Regions from separate parts of the Muntiacus reevesi genome. Here region 1 is linked to region 2. Evidence: chromatin contacts called from public Hi-C data. All regions are on one chromosome and are shown on one strand. Each heading gives the region's core, a stretch centred on a gene start, on an enhancer-like site or on the middle of the called end of the contact. The rest is flanking DNA. Distances are from core to core; before and after follow the strand shown. Region 1 holds the start of NAGA (alpha-N-acetylgalactosaminidase). Region 2 holds the start of CCDC134 (coiled-coil domain containing 134).

The links. Hi-C and Micro-C count contacts between places; a contact is called where the count stands out from the background.
Region 1: a Hi-C map of muscle shows a contact between it and region 2, with 2.1 times the contacts expected there. The contact joins the promoter of NAGA here to the promoter of CCDC134 in region 2. A contact is called at or near these places in 2 of 3 Hi-C or Micro-C datasets (blood and muscle).

What each region holds. Positions count from the first base shown.
Region 1 is chr1:56,525,995-56,528,694 of mMunRee1.1, forward strand. NAGA (alpha-N-acetylgalactosaminidase) reads right to left here and starts at 1,433. Exons shown (of 10, transcript XM_065944833.1): 1 at 1,332-1,433; 2 at 779-893; 3 at 1-33. The coding sequence starts at 794.
Region 2 is chr1:56,319,524-56,322,223 of mMunRee1.1, forward strand. CCDC134 (coiled-coil domain containing 134) reads left to right here and starts at 1,256. Exons shown (of 7, transcript XM_065944787.1): 1 at 1,256-1,382.

The DNA of each region.
Region 1 (2,700 bases), core at 183-2,682, 210 kb after region 2:
CCAGCACCTGGGCCACCAAGGCCAGCATGAGCACTGCAGGGGGTGGATTGTGAGTGGCTCCCACAGCATGCCGCCCAGCCCCACACGTTAGGGGAACTAGACTCTCCAGCTTAAGGTGGAATGGGCTCTTCCTGCAACCGCTGGCTCCCACCAGGCTGTGAGTGGGTGGACAGTCCCAGGCGTAGGGTGGTGTCTGAGGCCTGGATTCCCCCCTGCTGTCGCCACAGCAGTGCTGGGATCACCCAAATCTAACACCTGGGGTCACAGCCTTTCTACACCCTGACCAGCTCTCCCCACTCCATTCACACAGAACTTGGCAGGCCACTGTAGCCAGGCTTCAGGTCTCCCGAGCCCCATCCAGGGCTCAATGTTCTCTGTAGGCACCCAGGAGGCTTCGGGAGGGCTTAAGAGGTCAGCCGGTGGGAAGAGCACTGTAGGGCCTTAATTTGCTTATCTGTAAAATGGAATTTCCATACTGACTTTACAGGGCTTGTCTCAGCACACCTTGATGTTACAGAAGATAGGGTCTCTGGCTGTGAGGTAGAGGGGGTGAGCAAAGAAGAGGTCTCTTTGGAGGGGAACTGATTCTTGCGTGGGAAGGATTTCCTCTTTTCTTGGCCCACCTCCGGGAATAAGAGAGGTACATGTCTCCCCATATGCCCACATCAGGGAAGGAGGCCCAGAAACCACAGGACTGGAACTTCCTCCAGGCAGCCCCCACCCCCAAGTGGTCACTTACCTCCCAAAGCCACCCCCCAACCCCCATCCGCGTAGGTACCTGTCTTCAGCAACATCGCTCTGGACTGAGCGGTCTCAGGACCTGACCAGACCTGCTCTGCTTTTACCAGCTCCCGTATGTCGGGATTTGGAAGCTAAGAAACGTTAGAAAAGCACTGAAAAAAAGAAAAAAAGAAAAGCACTGGGGTCCCTCCTGCTTGGTTAGCCCTGCCGCCCTTAACCTTGGGTGTGGATCCCACGCTGGGCGCCCAAGCCGCCCTCACAGCCCCCAATCTCTCCCCCCAGCCATCGCTTCTCCAAGCCTGGGTTCTTCCGTCGGAAATACTCAACAAGGTATCGTGGACGTTAGACCTCACCTCCTCTGCCGTGCTGGGAACCCCGAGTGCCCAAGGGCGACCCCTCTGTCAGGCTAGGGTCACAGAGAGGCAGCGACAGACTCGGGGACGCCCAGGAAGAATGGAGGTGACGAGCCGGGGGCCAGGCCTCCGGACTCCCACCAGGGCTGAGTTGCCGCCCCCGCCCTCAAAGACCGCAGGCCCGGCGCCCCAGCCCAGGGATCCAACCCAGAGTCGCCCGCCCTCCAGCTTACTGACTCTTCCGCTGCGATCAGAGCCGCCGCCTGGTTCTGCCTCCCGAGTAGACTACAGCCGCAGTCACCTGATTCGTCTACCGCGTTCTAGCGGGGCGGGGCCTGACGGAAGCAAACCTTCCGGCGGAACCTATCAGAATCCCCCTAGCAACGTCCTGCCCCGCCCTACACGGGTCCAGAAAGCCCTCGGAACCTCCCAAAGCCCCTTCTCCTTCGAGCTCCGGCTCTGCGCGCTCCTGAGGCAGGCGCGCGCCCACAGCACAGGGTCCCCATCTCCGCCGAGCTAGTCCTTTCACTTCTGCCGAGGCGAGGATTCAGTTCAGTTCAGTTAAGGCGCTCAGTCATGTCTCTGCAACCCCATTGGACTGCAGCACGCCAGGCCTCCCTGTCCACCAACCTCCCGGAGTCTACTCAAATTCATGTCCATGGAGTCGGTGATGCCATCCAACTATGTCATGCTCTGTCGTCCCCTTCTCCTCCCGCCTTCAATATTTCCCAGCATCAGGATCTTTTCCAAGGAGTCAGTTCTTCGCATCAGGTGGTCAAAGTTTTGGAGTTTCAGCTTCAGCATCAGTCCTTCCAATGAATATTCAGGACTGATTTCCTTTAGGAAGGACTGGTTGGATCTCCCTGCCTCTCAAGAGTCTTCTGGATAGGGCACTGTAGATGCTTATTTAATAGCTGTGGCGTGGATACTTGCTGAGGGCTTTTTTTAAAGAAAAATGAGAGCATGTCCTGGAGTATAGCCCTTAGTAAACTGCTCAGAAACTGTAGTGGAAGATGAATAGGTGCTACAAACCGCTTTTTAAAGCCAGGAGACTCTCCTACCTTGCCTGACACTTGGGCCACCTGTTATCCTCATCCAGACACTCTGCATTCTTTCCTCTTTCATTCATCACATACCTATTGAGCAACGACTAGATACCAAACAGTTTATTCTTGGCACCTTCACTTGGATGGTCAAAGGCGTCTCAAACAGCACTGGCTCCAAACACCTGCCAATTTCATATCTCAGGTAATGGCAACTTTCCTTCCAGATGCTCAGGCCAAATCGTTAGAGTTCTCCTTGGCTCCTCTTCCCCTCACTCCCTACGTCCAGTCTCTGCAGACCTAGTACTCTCCACCTTCAAACCCCATGCTGAGCACTCACACACACCTCCCCCCCCCCCCCCCCATGCTGAGGAATTTCTCTGCGGTCGAGTGGTTAAGACTCTGTACTTCCACCGCAGGGGGCGCTAGTTCCATACTTGGCTGAGGAAGGAAGATCCTGTATGCCCATGCAGTGCATCCAAAAAAATAATCTGGCCATCTCTACTCTCCCAGACCCCATCACATCTTCCCCGGATTACTCCAGCATCCTCCTCACTGGTCTG
Region 2 (2,700 bases), core at 6-2,505:
TCAGAACTTTCTCAGCCTTCCTAACTAAATGAAGCTGTTCCAGCTCATCTCCTTCCTGGTTGAAGCAGGTCCCCTATGTGCCTTTCGCTCCTGGCTCTCCTCGGAGCGTGTATTTGTGCACCCATGTATGCAGTTCTTCCAATGTCTGCTCTCCACAACTGCCCACTCCTGTTCTGCGTCAGCTTACCTGGGGTGTCGGCTCCCTTACCAGCTGTCTGCCAGGGCTCTCTTGGAAACTCAGCCACTGTTCATTGGTGCCATAGTAATAGAAACTCGGAGACAGGGTTTTGGGTGAAGTAGAAAAGAGTAGTTTTTATTGCTTTGCCAGGCAAAAGGAGCCACACTGGGCTAATGCCCTCAAGACTGTGATTCACCCTGGAGGGGGGTAGTGAGGAATTTTATAGTCTTCAAGGGGCAGGGCATGATCCATGGACAGTTCTCAGGTCGGCTGGCATCAAGATGAAGTTTCAAGTATCATCAATTTTCTGGTTTCAGCTAGTCAAGGGCCTATGGTTCTTGTGGGCAGCAGTTTTCATTTGGTGGTGGGGGGTGGTGGTCTGCTTCCTATAAAAACAATTTAGGAATGTGTGTCAGACCTTTATATCTTCCAGGGAACTGGGAGTTGGGTGATTCTGCTATGTGGCAGAATTATAGTCTAAACTGTTACCAGTTACCTAGTCCAACAGCTATTGTTTGTTTCTACATCTTCACCTTTCCCAATCATTAACGCTAGAGTCAGCATTTTACTTCAAAAGACAAGGATACGGGGTTGTACACGGTTTCGGAGCTCTCCTCGAGTCTGTCTATACTGACGCTGTACAAAATCATAGACCAGGGAAGAACCCAGCGAGCTTGGTTTAGAATTTCGTGAATCGAAGCGGCGAGCAGGGGATGTCCCAGCTCTGCATTGCACATTACTTAGAAAAAGGAGTTAGTCACGACCCACTAAACTGATTTTGACAAATGCAGTTTGAAAAACACTTAAGCTGACAAAACAGTTTCAGGGAGGGCGCTAGGAAGACCGTCCGGCAGGGATCACGGCGTCAGTGTGCTGATGCGCCCTTTCAGGCTATTTTCTCCAAACCAACCGAGACACACAAGTGCGCCGGCGGACCGGCAAGGTGGGCGGAACCGGAATCCCACAGACCTCAAGCCGGGCAGATGCCTGCGCCTTCTGGGCGGAGCCGGAAGTGAGGTCAAGGAGCGACCGTCGCGGCCTGCGCTCATTGGTCAGGGGTGGCACGGTGGGCGGGGGCAGTAATCGGCGGTCCCAGGGCTGCTACTCGCGGGCATTCTTTGAGGATCCACGGCTCTGCTGGTCGCTAGCAGGCCGTCGAGTCGGTTGCTGTCTGACCTGCCCCCACCCCCGCCCGCCTGGCCCGGTAGGTAGGGCGAGGGCCGTGGGCAAGCAGACCCCTTTGGAGAGTGGGGGGAGGAACCGAGGGCCCAGAACTGGCTGCAGGGGGTGGGGTGTGGGATTCGCGGACCTCATTGGAAAGACTTTCTCCTTTAGGAGCTCTAAAGGCACGGGTGGCATCCCTGGTCTGCAAGCCCGAGTGGCCCGCTCAGAACCCACCACCAAGTCACCTTTCTCATTTCCCACTTCTTCCCCGCTTCAGTCATTACCGGCCATCTGATAGTCCCTGATTCCCAAGTTTCGCCTTAAGCAGTTTGGTTCCCTTGAGTCTGGAGTACGACGGTAGAATGTAGGGCTCTGGTTGAGCTTGAACTATTTCCTCACATTCTGTAGGCTTCAGTTGTCTGATCTGCACGGGACAGAGTTGGTTCTCTGATTGACCTCTGTGAGCGGTCACTGTCCATAACTGAGCATCTCTCCCCTGGGGCAGGTGTCCTGGTAGAACAGTGGCCAGCTCTGAGATAGCCTGTTCATTAAGACTCTTAGTTTAACTGGAAAATCTATGAGTGATCTATAAGTGATTTGGGCAGTCACCTCATTTTTCTGTGCATTCATCTCCACGTTGGTAAAATTGGGCAGCTGTCATCTGAGTAGAGGCCTCCTCTGACTGCTGTTTTTAATGTCACACTTTGCTGACTCCCTCTTATCCTTCTGTGCTTGTTTTACAACTTTGTTGGTTGTCTCTTAACCCTACTAGAGATAGAAGTACCATTGTGTGGGGAATGTTGTTCCTGCTGTGTTCCTGGCTCCAGAACATTCAAGGAACATGAAAGTTACTCAGTAGTTGGGGAATGTTGCCTAGATAGGAACAGGTGTTGCTTTTGGTGCCTGTGGTTTCTAGGAGAGTAACAGCCATCTTACCCCAAGACTGCCTTGCCTCCTTTCCCACCCAGCACCCCTCCTTCCTTTCTGATGACAGAAGTCAGGAAAAGCAGGAAACCCCGCAAGTTTCATGTTTTTGACTGCCAGGCCTCGTGGAAGGCCAGGGTGGGGGAACTGAGGGGGAATGATGTTGACCCTCCTTCCTCAGGCATAGTGCCTCACCTAGGTCTTTGTCTCTGCAACAGGGAGATGACCTCCTTACCCTCATTTTGCAGTGAGGAAGATGAAGATCAGAGAGGCTGAGCAATTTGCCTTCTGTAGGTCACGAAGTCAGGCAGAGCCAGGGTTCCAGCGCAGGATGCCAGACCTGTTCTCTGAGCATCCCTGTTGTGCTGACATTTATCTTTCTTCCTCCCATCATCCCATGTCGTCACCGTGTGTCTCTTGGTCCCTGGCCCTGG